Regions from separate parts of the Columba livia genome. Here region 2 is linked to region 1. Evidence: chromatin contacts called from public Hi-C data. All regions are on one chromosome and are shown on one strand. The core of a region is the stretch at or near the end of the contact, and the rest is flanking DNA. Distances in the headings are between cores, read along the strand shown. Region 1 has its middle 17 kb from the start of UBASH3B. Region 2 has its middle 77 kb from the start of UBASH3B.

The links. Hi-C and Micro-C count contacts between places; a contact is called where the count stands out from the background.
Region 2: a Hi-C map of liver shows a contact between it and region 1, with 5 times the contacts expected there. The contact joins two enhancer-like sites. A contact is called at or near these places in 2 of 2 Hi-C or Micro-C datasets (crop and liver).

The regions. Positions count from the first base shown.
Region 1 is chr24:5,006,882-5,013,939 of bColLiv1.pat.W.v2, forward strand. No RefSeq gene overlaps it. Among named protein-coding and RNA genes, the nearest start is that of UBASH3B, 17 kb to the left of the region's middle. Within about 2 kb of position 4,055, at least 3 of the 3 cell types and tissues checked have an H3K27ac peak away from gene starts, as active enhancers do.
Region 2 is chr24:5,066,723-5,073,780 of bColLiv1.pat.W.v2, forward strand. No RefSeq gene overlaps it. Among named protein-coding and RNA genes, the nearest start is that of UBASH3B, 77 kb to the left of the region's middle. Within about 2 kb of position 3,724, at least 2 of the 3 cell types and tissues checked have an H3K27ac peak away from gene starts, as active enhancers do.

The DNA.
Region 1 (7,058 bases), core at 2,805-5,304:
ATTATTATTATGCCATTAACATAGCACTGGAGTGTTATACCTCTTGTCTGTACAAGCAGCTATATTGAAAGCCTGCAGACTTGAAGGAAACACCAGAAACAGCAGAAAGGAAACTAATTCTCTGCCTCAGAGCACAACACATGGGTCACCTCTGTTGTAGGTCACTTATTTCTCATATTTGTGGCCAGCAAACTTAGAAATATCAGTATGAGGCAACTGTAAAACTGCTCCATGTAACAACAAATTCTTTTGTCACAAAAAGCTTTTAATTCTGGCTGGTGTCTGAGATTGGAGATGCATTGTAACGGGTTTTCTTGCAGGGTATAACAAGAGATGCTGTCTGTCCTTAGGAAGTTGAATCCAAATAAGTCAGAGAGCGGCAGGCACAGCAGAAGCAATTGCATTTAGTTGCCGGTGGAGGGATGAGGGACACAGAGGTGGCTATGAGTTGTCCCTTGAAAGATCCAGCTGTAGATTCCTTTAAATCGTGGTCCTCTGGGATTTATTCAAGGTCACGCAAGGAGTTTGTAACCTGCATCCAGACTCTCAGTGTGATGCCTTAAGAATAAAGGCTGTCTTTCATCTAAATTAAAACCCCACCGTTTTCTAGAAGCTTCAGGGCCTCTGTATAATCTATTCACACATCATTCATCACCGTGGCATCTAGGTGCCACTCTTAACCTTGCTGGAGTCTATCGTGAATATTCCCAACATCTAGATAGTTTTCCAAATGAGATGAACACGCTTTTCCACAACTTTCACTCCTCTGTATGTCTGTTAAACAACCCCATCCGTTATAGCCTAAAAATAAAAGAAGAGAAATGCAAAACACTGAGAGGATGGCCAATTAGCAGATTATCTCAGCCATATTTTGGAGCATCTCTTTTCCTTCCCCATTAGAACTTGTGCACTAGAACAACGCGGCCTGTCACTGTGCAGCCTGCCAGCTGCAGAAAATCAAGGTGTTGGGCTTTTTTAATTGAAGGCATAATGAGTTGACTGGCAGGTTTAATTAAGAAAACTCATCCTGTGTATGCACCTGGAGGTGAAAATAAGTTTAATCAAGAGGAGTTGGCAAGTGCAAACAGCCTTGTTGTGTTTGTTTGTTTGGGTTCTCCCCCCGCACCCCCTTATTTTGGTTTGTTTCAACCAGGTTTTGTCTTTGCAAAAATTGCTCTGGGTGCTGATTAATTATATTTTGATGAGTTATTGCAGCCTTCTTTGTGATGAGGACTACTGCTCCTGGAAAAGCTGCACCAAAAGCTTTAGTGATCAGTATGCCTTAAATAAACTACTTACGACAAACATTCAGGGTGCAAGAACATGGCCCTTAAGGACCTTGTCTACATGAGGAAAATGTGCTTTTTAAATGCATTGGCTGACCTATTATCGCTAAGAGAATGTGGATTCCTGGTGAAAACTTTCTCAGAAGTTACAGAATTGAGGCAGAAACCCTAAGAAATCTATTTACTTAGCTTGAATTGCTTCTGTTTTGAAACGGCTTCTACGGTGGGACCTCTGTGTTGGTTAACGTCGCGGTTGAGACGGACAAATGACATTTTTACTCCCTTCTTTCTCACAGATACACCTTAATATCTCCGGATACTCCTTTACTCCTATCTTTCTCATGGGTGGGCCTTAATATCTTCAAGGCCAATCTGTTCCCATACCCTCCATCAGGGAATCCACGGACCGACCGTAGTCCCCCACAGTTAACAGTCGTATAGTCATAATATAGTCATATATTCTCACGCGGAAGGTCAGCCTGCGCTATCATTCCCCCCGCCTACAAGCCAGGACAGCTGCGCTATTGCAGATCTCCACTGAGCCAAGCCAAGCTTCAGAAGAGATGGAGACCTGCACCCCACAGGTGACTTTGGGGACGTCCCCTGCCCAACAGAACATCCGAGCCCCCTGGTGTGCTGTGATATCGCTGCTGGAGCCCCTCGCTCTGCGCCCGGCATGGGGAAGGGATCCATCAAGCCAAGCTCTAGAGAAGGTTGTGGGCGTTCGACGGGGAGGTTAATGCATTCAAGCTGTCAAAATATTCTTCCTGCTATTCACCCAGTTAACATGCCCTCTCTTTATTTTGCCTGAAAAGGCATTTGCTGTGGTATTCTAATACATGGTCTGTGTTCAAGATGTTAGTGACAGCTGTTGTATGACTACAGGAAGGAAATTATGACTCCCTAATGATAACATGTCACGGCATGTCTCTTTGCTTTTCTTTTCCTTTAGACGTACATTTCTTCTGCCAATGTCTCAGTCATTGCACACATGCAGTTAATTGTGTATCAATGACACATATACCATGTGTTGAGAAGAGGGCTTTAAAAAATAATCTTCTGGATGCTTCTACCTTGTCTTTAAATGATGTGGGAGTTGGCTGAGAAGATGCCCCATGTGGTAACCTGATCTTTTGTACTTTGGGATGTATATCTGACATCAGTATTGCCATCCGGCTTTCCTTAGGGGTGATAGAGCACCTATATGCTCAATTAAGGATCAAGCATTCAGTGTGCATTCAGGTAGACTGTCAGTTTAATCTCTTACGTGACTTTTATGACTTTACCCTGCTAAATTCTGGAAGGGCTGATAGATGTTGGTGAACAAGCCTGTTAAACACATGGAGGTGACTGGATGGGCCACCCCAAGCCCTTCTGTTGTGTTTCAGCTGTGTTCTGACACCTCCAGCCTTTGCAGGGAATCTTGTCACAAAACTCTAATGAGAAGTGATGAGAAAAAGTCTTTTGCATCTGCTTTAAGGAACTTACTGGAGTGACAAGTATGTTTAACCTAGTTTTTAATTCCCTCGGTGTGGGAAAGTTTCTGTGCCCAGGCAGAAGGCCCAGAAGGGTTATGCATCATTTACAACCCAATGTTCAAAATGAGGGGCAGGCTGGGGGCGAGTGCGAGTGGAAATGTAGGTTTATAATTCTCAGCTCAGCAGGAGCTGCTGCTCTGTACAGGGGCAAAACCCAACTGATTAACAGCTTCTGGCAAGGGCAATGGTTCTTGGGTCCCTCTCACTTCTTGCTAGCATGACAGAAAGTGTCCTTTCACTGTGGCAAACTGAGTGTACCCCCTGTACCCCTTCCAAACCACATCTGCAGGACCTTGACGGGTTTTGGGGTCACCTAGAGCAACCCAACAGGTACAATTTCACTCTGTGAGATGCAGTGGTCCCTGCTGATTTCCAATTGCATTTAGGAGGCAGCTGTTTGTCTTTGAGTAGCGTATTGCTGCTGTTCGGTATAAAAGTCTTGATCTTGGAGAGCCTGTGGTAAAAGAGCATAAGCTTGCAGGAAAGGAAAACACACTATGGAAGTTGTTTCAAAACCTGGTAGCTCTGACAACCATAAAAACCTGAACAAGCTGCCTTCCCACTGCGTTGCTCAGAATTGCGGTATCTACGGGCATGACTGTACATCCCAGCATCCCCAAGACACCCTTCTCATACAGGCAAAGATGCCATTTCTGTTTCAATTTATGAGGAAAAACAGAAATCACTTCAGTGGTGCCACTGAAATAGGGGTGGAATTAATCTGTTTATAGATGCCTTCACAAGGGTGAAGTGCAAGTACAGCGCAAGTCTGATTTTATAGAAATCCATGGCTCTGTCCCTGTGTCAGGGACTAGTTTTATGTCCTGAAGGTGGGTTTTCCTTTGGGACTGATGCCAGGCAAGCTTTCCTTCATCCTCTCTGTGCTGATAGACACATGGAAGAGAAGTAAAGGGATGTGCAGGGAGGGAGTTTTCAGCTCATTTTGCCCAGATAGTCTAAATAATAAGGAAGAAGGGAGCATAGTCTAAATAATAAGGAAGAAGGGAGGAGCTCGCTGCTCTGGGTCGGGGCTGAGGAGCAGCAGCAGCCACAGGAGGTCAGTGTTGTATCGTGGATGTGGCTATAAGAGCCAGCATGGCCTTGACCTAGAAGGGAGGGTTCATTCGTCTTGGGCACTTCTGGGTAGTTCGCCACCCTGGTTTCGTTCTGTGTTCAGCAAAACCCGGTGCTAGTGAAGGGCACGGCCCTGGGAGGAGCAGGGATTTGTCACAAGCGCCAAAGGAAAACCGCAAAAATGAGAAAACAGCAAAGCGAGAGCGGCTGGGATTTCAGGCCTTGGCGGAGGCAGCGGGCTGGGAACCGACACTAGATGGCTCAGACCCGAATCGCTCCTGCGAGCGTCAGGCTTTCCCCTCTAAATCCTTGCCTTGTTTTTGGCCCGAGCGTTTCCTTGCAGCTGTTTGGTGGAGGTGAAGCGGTTTGGCAGGCGCGGGCCAGCTGGTGTCCAACATCCCCGCTGTGCAGGTGGCCTGTTTGTTGGCAGCTTCGCTCCAGTTATCAAGGCTCAAAAGCCCCCCCCGTACGCCTGATCTCAATTCCTCCGCTTGCAATTGATCCTTCCAGGGTGGTCCGGGGGCAGGTTGGTGCAGGAGGGATGCTCGTGCGGCTACTGTCGGGGTCGTGTCTGGTTGCTGAAAGAAGATTTGCATTCCAGGAGCTTCCCCCAGGGCTCCGTGCTCTGAAACATGTTTTAAGGCCCGTTCCTAGGGAGCTCTGGCAGCTATTTGATGTGGTCTCAGTGCTTTTAGAGAATGGCTGGGCCAGTGACAGAAGTGAAACTCAAATATTCTCCAGTAGGCTCTGTGGTTCCTTCATTAAAAACAGACAGATAAACAAACAAATTACAGCCCATTATGAGCGTGTCCTTCAGTTCCTCTTCAAACGGCCTTTTGCTGGTTTAAAAGCCTTAAATAAGGACGGAGCCTCCTGAGTCTCGGCTGTAAACTATTGGATTTAAGCTTTCCTTGTGCCTCTAGGTCCATTGCCTTTGCTGGCTTCTAACTGTCTGATGTGAGCTTTCCATTCATTTGGCTTTTCCTGGTGTGAGGCTTCAGAACAAGATTCCTTGTGTGCAGTCTTTGATGTTGCACCACAAAGAATCTCCACTTTTTCCTAATGCTCTGCTGAACCCCCATTAAAAAAGAGAAAAAGTTTTATGTAACTAGGTTGAGAGGAAGTGGGGTGACCCATGCAAATAGTTTTTGTGTCACTTACAAAGGCTCAGATGCTATGGTGATGGGTTCAGCGAAAGGATCTGAACTCATTTAGACAGGATTGAGCTGGGATGTGTTTGCTGAAAGGCAGAGGAGACACCGGTAGGGATGTGAAGGTGTCCTTAGGGGAATACAGTCCATCACGACCAGTTTGCTGTCTCTCCTCTGCATACTCACAGGTATGACCTAGTAACATTTATTTTAAGAATGCAAAGAACCTGTACCCCCAGTCTGGAAAACATGAGGTAGAATACACTATGGAAATGCAGCCAGAATTTTTCTTCCTTCAAAAGTAGATGAATAAGTCTTGCTTAATTTAACATGTAGTGCCTTCTTTATTGCCTCCAGGCTCCTGATATTAGGACTCAGTCCTTATTCTCTATGTCTCATGTCTTCTAATGCATTTGCGTATCTCCGATTCTTCCCATGCGTAGCATTCTTAAAGCTGAGAGAGAGGGAAAACAATCGTCTTCATCATAGATTAAAATAAAGCTCTTGATTTTTATAGTCAGTCTTCGCCTTTGAAATCTGGATCGCTGGCTAAAAACGTGGTGCTGCGGGAGGATTTTTTTAGGGCCCCTGCTTGGCGTTGAAAACCAAACCAGGTGCCATCGGTGAAGCATGTGAATCTTCAGCTTCATGAAAAGGCTTTGTTACAAGTGTGTTTTTGGAGAGCAGAAACCTATGCACTGACCCTTTTCAGTATCATCTGATGCATGCACCATGATTAGAAAGAGTCAGGGAAGTTAAAAATAACCTGTGGAGGAGGCATTCTAATGAGCAATTATCATTCCTTTCCATTGACTTTTGCAGCAAGACTCTCCATGTGTTTAGTCTTCTCGAAAGAACATGCCAGATGTTAGAGTGAGCGACTTGTTAAGTCCCTGAATACAATTCTCACTGTCGTGCTGAACCATTGTCAGTTTTTTTTTTATAACTATTAAAATAATTGGGCCCTGAACATTGTGACCTGATAACGCGAAAGAATCTTGGCTGGCTTTCCTAGGGGTCACGTTTGTGAATAGAAAACTCGGGGAGTGTTTGGCAGAACAAAGCAATGTTTCTGCATGCAAAGATCTTCAAGAACCTAATCTGAGGTGCAATCATCTGCCTTCAGAAATCGTGCCTCCTGGCGAAATCTGACTTTTGCATTTCAACATCCCCAACTTGAGTCTTCAAGGAAGCTTTTGTGCTTGTGGGGCTCTGCTATTCTCCCAAAAGAGAGTTCTTTAGAAATTATTGACGACCAGGCCAATTTTACCTTTGCAAAATTTTAAGACGGGGAAAGCAATGAGCAAAGCAGACTTCTCTTTACAAAGTCACTAAAGCCCTTTGCCGTCCCTGCTTGCGCATAGGAATCTTAATTGGATTAAAATACAAATCTGTATATTGTGATTTTGCGTGCTATGGATCCCGCTCTCTTGTTTTTAGCCGCATTGGCCAAACTCAATGAAGTGCACGGTCAATGTTTTAGCTTTGCCTTTGGTGTCCCTCGGTTGGAGCTCATTAAGCATTCGGGGAATAATAATTCTGGGACTTGAACTTTGATCTGAGGAATCCGGGAAAGAAAGGGCCGGAAATTGCAGCAGCCTGATTAGCTACCCCAAGTTGATCAACTTTTCTGCCAGATGCAGCTCCCAGAGGCTGCAAGACAATAGAGCGAGCGAGGGAGAGCTCGATCACATCCCATTACTGCTGCTAATGCAGACGGAGTTTTGAACCGCTTTGCACACACCAATTTGTCAAATAATAATAATAATATATATATATATATATTTAACCCTAAGTATTTGTTTGCTAATTTTCACACATCTGGGAGTTGTGTGGAAACACCATAATATCCTGAAAGAAGCTCAGCCAAAGCTCTAAGGGAAAAGGGGCTCTTGAGTCTGAACTTGTGAGAATTTCAGATGGACAATATGAATTACAGTGCGGCGAGACCAGGAGAGACTCTTTGTGCCAGAGTTTTGCATGAGCAGAACTTTACTGCTCAGAAGGAA
Region 2 (7,058 bases), core at 2,474-4,973, 60 kb after region 1:
AAAGACCCATATACCAGTGGCACCACTCGCTTCCCGTTTTGCTGCTCAGGGATCAGAAGATGGAATGAATTGGGAAGAACAAACCTCCTGAAATAATGTTTTCCTCTGCTGAAAAGGCAGAGAGAGGTTATTCATTCTGATATGCATCCAAGTTATCTCAATTTGCACATATTAAGTGGCTGTATGTGCTATGCTTGTTATTTTAGGTCAGTGCTGTCTTTATATATATGGTGGTAATTTATATATAAATGGAAGGCATAACAGTATCTGTGGGAATGAGCAGATCCTGATTCCTGCCGAGTGATAGCAGTGGAACCATTTGTAGCCCTGACTCCTGCCACATGAAGTGCTCTTACCAGCACTCCTGTGCATCTCACCCTTATTATATAGTGTATTAGTGACGGTGGAATTGGGCCCACAATATTATGTCACAAAATAGAAAACACACGACCCTACACCAGCTGTAATAGCATAATAGGATAAGTGCGAGGGAGAAACAGCAGGATATAATAGGTACTCAGCTGCTTCAGAGATGGGGCCTCTATATTTACCTAGATAGAAGAAAACTAGGACAACATAAGAACAGAGTGACAGTGTAAGTGCTGCAGGAGGTGGTTGTGGGTGAATTGAAAATGCAGCAATACGGGATGTTATATAATAAATAATAACAATAATACCTACGCTTAGTCCTGTTCATCTTGAAATACTTCACCCAGCTGCTTTCCAGAGCTCCAAGTAGCGTTGGAGCCTCTTTGGTATTAGCTTTCCTAATTCCTTCTCTTCTCCTCTATGCAATGCTTTGTGCTTTATTATGTCTGGAGTGCAGAGAAGTGCTCATCTGCCTTTCTCTACCTGAAAGTCCTGGATTTCACTTGCTCCTGGGGTAGAGAAATGTGCAGGAACGCCCAAGGCCAGCCGTGCTTTGTGATATTGGAGAGCGGAACTGACGGGGAAATGGGAAATCCCACGGGAAATCTTCTCCGCAGTCCTCTCTGTTGAACTCTCTGCTCTTCCAGGCCAAGACATGACTTTCTGGCGCTCGTTAACATATTTAATATGTGTTTTCTGTGCCGCCCTTTGATGTACGCTCACCTTTGCTCATGCCTTTCCGCCTTATCTAAGTTACTTTAACTTATTTGCTGACTTGGGTTAAAATCCTTCCGCTTAAGTGATGAGTCATTTTTGCTTGCATAAAGATTTGCATTTAGGAACAGGTTAAATGAACCATTTAGATGATTGAGAGCGAGATGCCAGGGAAAGTGGTGATGTGCGCTGGGGTGCTATTTTGTTCCTCTCTGATTCAGATTGCTTCTATTCACTTTGTTTCTTAAATGTGGCTTGGTGAGTAATGCCTCCCCTGCATTGCCTCCCTTTCCTGCATTTCTTGGTTTGGAGTGGTTAGAATTCACTGGTGCAGTTTGGATTGTGGTTTTCCCTACAGTGCTGTGCCATCTACCCAAAAAACTCACATTATATTCACATTATGGCCAAGGTGGACTGAGCTGCACAGAAAGATGCATCTTTAGCAAGAAAAGATGTGAAAAAGCAGACAATGAAACTTTTCAATATTGTGTGATTTGCAAATTTTCTCAAGTGGAACAAGCAAGAAAATCCAATTAAAAAAATCCCAAAGTATGAAATGGAATAATTTTTAGGATTTTGATGTTTCCAAGGGGCACGTAATCCTTCCACAGCTTTGGGAGATTTATGAAGGGAAAAAATCAATGTTGAGCTGGAATCATTGTGCTGAATTACAGGTGGTCAGACAAGTTGCTGAGTGAGGAGCTGGGCTTGCTGGGTTATAATCCCAGTTTGAACTCAAAGTAAGGAGGGGATATTTAGTCTCAGTGTTATCTTTGGGGTAATAGGATATCTGCTGTTAATTCAGAATGAGAAGGTGAAATAACTGAGCCATTTTGCACAGTGACGATGCAAAATCATCTGCTGTGGAGGAAGAGAAGGACCTGTTGAAATATTAGCTAATCCGAGCTTGATACTTTCCAGAGCCATAGTTAACTTTGAGTAAATGATTTGTTAATAATTGGGTTAAACCATATAATCATTCTCCTCATGTAAATGTAGGTTCTCGCCTGACCTATATTACTGTAATATATTTTACTCATGTATTCTTCTCACAGTGTCACAGAGGCAGGATGGTGCTGCCCTGTCATACAAATGGGAAACTGAGGCACAGCGGCGCTAAGTGACTTGACCCAAAGTTCAACAGAGCGTGATGGCATTTTAGGGACTTCAGCGAGGACCCTGGCTAATTTTAGGCTCAGACTTTCCTGGTTTCTGCTTGCAACATCTGTTTGTTGATGGATGGTTTGGGTAGGCACCTATTTCTCATGAGGATCCACATACAAATGCACATTTAGAAGCCGGGATATACTTTAATGCTGAGGGGGAGGTTTGGAAGTGGGGTTTTGTTATTAAACAGCCTCTTTGCGTGGGCAATAAGCGCGTGTTTCTAAAAACCCAGCATCTCCTCCCATTTTAGGTCTCTAGAAAAAGACAGATAACACTCATCCGTATCCAAACCGCGTGGACCGAGCTTGAAAAGCCATTTTCCCATCCTGCGAGAACCCCAGACGTGACGGGCCTCAATCAGATTTCAGTCTGCAGAGCCCATTTTAACCACATTTGCGCTGATTTGCTGCATATAGAAGACACCGAGTTATTTAGCATTATTGATTCCTCTTGACTCATGGGGCGCGTTCGTTGCCGTTGACCCTGGCATCTTGCTGGAGCAGACTGGGGCGCCATGGGATGCTGTCTGGCTTTGTCCTTGTCCCCAGTCAATTCCTGTTTTCCTCAGCAGATGTCTTTTGTTCCTGACAAAGATTTGCTCATCCGATTGTTTCGGGGGGTTCGCCCCGTCCAGCCTGAGGTCCCAGTTTGTACTGGGGTTGCTGGGAACACCATAAGGAGCCCAATTTGCTTTTGCTTTTTATCCTCCTTCTCCCCAGGGGTTATTTGTGAAGCTGCCTTCTTTCTTCTAGGAAAATAAGCCAGTGAAAATAGATTTCATTTCTTTAGTAGGGTTTTTTGGGAAGCCCCGCCTTGAATAAATCAGCGTACATCTCTCCTCGGTTTTGATTTGCATCTGTAGAGAATTTGGCCCACAATTTCATTGCATCGACCTGCTAGAAGGGACTGGGAAAAAGATACAGGCTATGACAGGGGTTTGTGTGGCATCCTATAGGATTTGGGTACCTGATCCACTTCTCTCCAGCATTTGCTAAACTTGGCGTTTTTGCTCTTCAAATCAAAAAAGATGAATCATTGTAAAGTGAGTGCTCTCTCTGTCAATGAATTCCTCGTTGTCTACTAATGGCTTCATAATTCAGGGTTTCTCCTTTAATTCTATGATCCCTCTTCAGCTCTAGTGGTTTATTTTAAGGCATTCGCTGCTTGTGGGGCGCATGAGGTCTGAGCCAAGCCAGGGGTTGGCTTCTCCCCCACTTCAGGTAGCATCGAAGTTTCTGCTCAGTTCCTTCTGTGTGCTGGATCGCCTTTTCTCTCCAAAAAATGAAGGAAGAGATCGATAGGGCTGATTACTGCACCAGCTTCCAGCAGCCAGGCTCTGTTTGTCAGCGTTGTATTACTGCATTGCAACTTGACGTGTGGAACCTGAATCAGGTCCATAAAAGCTGCTCAGAGACCCATTATTTTCCGTTATTATTCCTTTTTGTTCCGTTATGGCTTTGTCTCAGGAACTAGTTTTTTTCGGTTTAGCGTGGTTTAACTGAAACCCGCACTTTTGCTACTAAAACCACAATAAATGAGTGTGTTAACACCTTACCTCGCTGACTGCAGCTTTGTTCACATGGCACAGGGATTCTTGGAAAGGCGTTTTTTGCTCACTGTTTTTCCCTTACCAGTGGGAACTGGAGGGGGAAAGGGCAAAATTAAATTAGTTTATATATCTGTTGAAGGTAAAGTGATTGTGGTGGTCAGTATTGTATGTGATCCCCCTCTTCTGGCGGTCTGTGGAATTGGCCACGGTGGGAAGTGTCGCAGACACACAGACAATAGGACTTTGGCAAAGCTGTTTGCAGGGGTATCGTTTTCATTACACCCTTTTTTTGGAATGATACAACCCAATGTAATTTTGCTGTCTATCAGATTCACCCCAGCGTAACTGGGGTTAATTCACACGTTGCATGGGGGAGCTGGACGGGATCTGGTGCAACTGGGTGCAGCTCAGCTCTGTTTTTATGGCTCCGTTTCCAGCGCGTCTCGCAGGACTGACAATGGGGGAGACTGGTTGTCCCCTTGTCTGGCACCCGGTGTCATCATTTGTGCCCACGAGGAATCAAGGTGTGAAACGCTGCCGTTCTGATTTGGTAGCTACAGGTTTTATTTGTCTAGATAAAAATCGTGATGGGGAGAAGGCAGTTTATAGGCGACCCCAGAGCATCCTCGGCAGGGATGAGTAGACAAGAGGCAAAAGAATTCACATTAAGCGCCTGGTCTGTCTGCCGTGCTAGCTAAGAGCAAATCCATCACAGCGCGTGGAGGTGAGAAAATGAGACGGGAGATCAGGTTTGAAACTTCTGGGCTTGCAATATTGTCCTGGGTGTAGGTACCAAGATTTTGTTTGGCTCAAAGCAGAGCCAGGGGTAAGCAGCCAACTTTATATCCATATCCAAGCTTCATCTTCCAGAGACTGAATCTAATCATGAAGATCATTAAGCTACAAACTAATTGTCTAACATCTGCCATTTTGCTCCATCGTATTCCTCTTCCTTTTTGCAGCAGTAATCACATTGGAGTTCATAACCTCTACCCAGACATTTGAAAGGAGGCAGGAAAATATTCTGGGGAAGGTATTGAGTTACAAACTGGATTTAAATTGAAAGATCACATAATGTGCCGTCCCCCCCAGCTTAAGCAAGCAGCATTCCCTTACTGTTGCCCATCCTTTCCAGGGAGACTGATGAGATGAACACTCTTTGCTCTTCTTTCGTCCCCCCTGGGCTCAATTGACTGTAATTCCTGCTTGCACATGGCAAAAGAGATTGAACATGGATGTCGAACTCACTGTTGTGTATAAAATGAGCCAGAGAATCTTCCTGGAGCCCACATTCTTCTGGAACAGAAAAATATCCTCTGTTTTCTAGGGCCCTAGAAATCCTGACCATGTCATAGGAGAAGGTTCCTTCTGGCTTTGTGTGTGTGCTCCTGTCACACACGGAAGTGTCAGACAGAAGTTACTTTCGCAGTCGTGTCAATGAGGGGAGACACATTTTCCTTACTGGAAATGGGAGATGATTTCTGAGAGCTGTGAATGCCAAAGCATGCAGAGCATTGCTAGATAACTTTGTCCCACGTGTCCAAGAAAAGGGTCCGCTTGCCTTGGCTAGGAGGAGTTGCCTGTGGGTTGATAAATGGCTTGGACTCAGAGTTTGGTTGTTGGAGGTGTCATTAGTGTGTTTTAAGACACTTCACCTTTCCGTTTCTCCTTTTGCTCTGTCTCACAGTCAAAATACAGAAATTTGCCTGGTATAATGTGCCCTCCATGCCCAAACAGCGCCTCTGGGAAATGCCATAACACCAGTAACATTCGTGTGACCCTCAGCGTCGAACCTGCTGGTGCCCTCTTACCTTCAGGGGAAGGGATGAGTCAAAACCTGCAGGAGATGGCCGATTGAAACGCTGCCATAATGGCTCCATCTCCCTTTCTGCTGGAAAGTTTCCGAGCAGTAATAAATTCACTCTGGCTCTGCGCTGAATGCAGAATTGATCAGACTGCAGGAGCCACAGGGAATCAATTGTGTGTGTGTGTTGTCAGCGGCGCAGTCTGGGTGTGCGCCGCATATACATTTACTCCCTTTTTTCAGCTTCCTCCCGCATCGGATGCCACAGAAAATTGATTATATTTCTTTTTTTACAAAACAAAAAGGTGAAGCGTGGCATTAGGCAATTTGGGGCCATCTGTCTTGTCAGGACTTTCGTTGGAGGGATGATTATTTTGAATTACTCGTTAATAAAGAGCCGCATAAACTGCGGCCAAAAATGTATCGTTCTGTGGGAGAGGGAAATGCCTTTTGTTTTCCCTCCAAAGCCCGTCCGTAAGCACAGGTTTGCATCCAGTTACACGTGTGTTTGCTTTTCTTGCCATTGAAGAGCCTGATCCTGCCAAGGTGCCGAATCCCTCCCCAGAATCACCTGCAACAGCCAGGGCGAACCGCAGAGCCACGGAGATGCGACCGGATCGCTCTTCTAAATTCAGTGCAATAATCTGCTGAAACAAAGCAACAGATGCTGAGTCATTACCCAGCGATTTCTACTGCTCTGTTCACCCAAAGAAGCTGGAAATGGTCGTTTTTCCTTAGCTCAGGGAAATATCCAAAAACAGGGTGGCAGAGCTAAGGTGGCGTGGGTAATGTCGACAGTATTTGTGTGTTTCTCAGCATGGGGATTTCTTTGAGCATAGATTGCTCTTTTTAATTTTTATTCTTTATTCTCTCCACCCTTTTTCATTTTAAACCTACTCCGTTATTGCCTTTTGCTTTTCTTCTCATGTTATATTATTTTCTGCGGTCTCCAGCTGTGCTAAAGGGCATTTCAGAATCAAACCATGTGGAGCAACTGCTCTAAAGTTAAAGCGACGACATTATACTTCTCTATTTCACTTATGTTCGCTATACCTCGACGAAATGACAAAACTGGGCGACATTCAACCTGCAGCCTGCAAACCGTGCTGTTCGGCTTTCCGAGGGGCGAGCCGCATCTTCCTTTTATTATTCCAATATTGTGTCGTGCTGAAGAGCCTCTGTTGTGAGATCCCGGCAGAGATTACAAAGCCCCGCAACCCTCTGCTGTCCCCGAAAAATCAATCAACCCCAACTAATACTTTAATGACTCCTTTTCCTACCAAGGAAACAAATTCGGGCGCACACACATGCACCAACAAATAAAATAACCATTTTTTCCCTGTTTTTTAAAGAAGCGAGGGGCTGAGGAGGACCTCGTCTGGTCAATGAAAGAAAGAGACGGATGTCTGGTGCCATGGCAATGGAACAGGGATTACTTTGCACTGGAAAATAGGT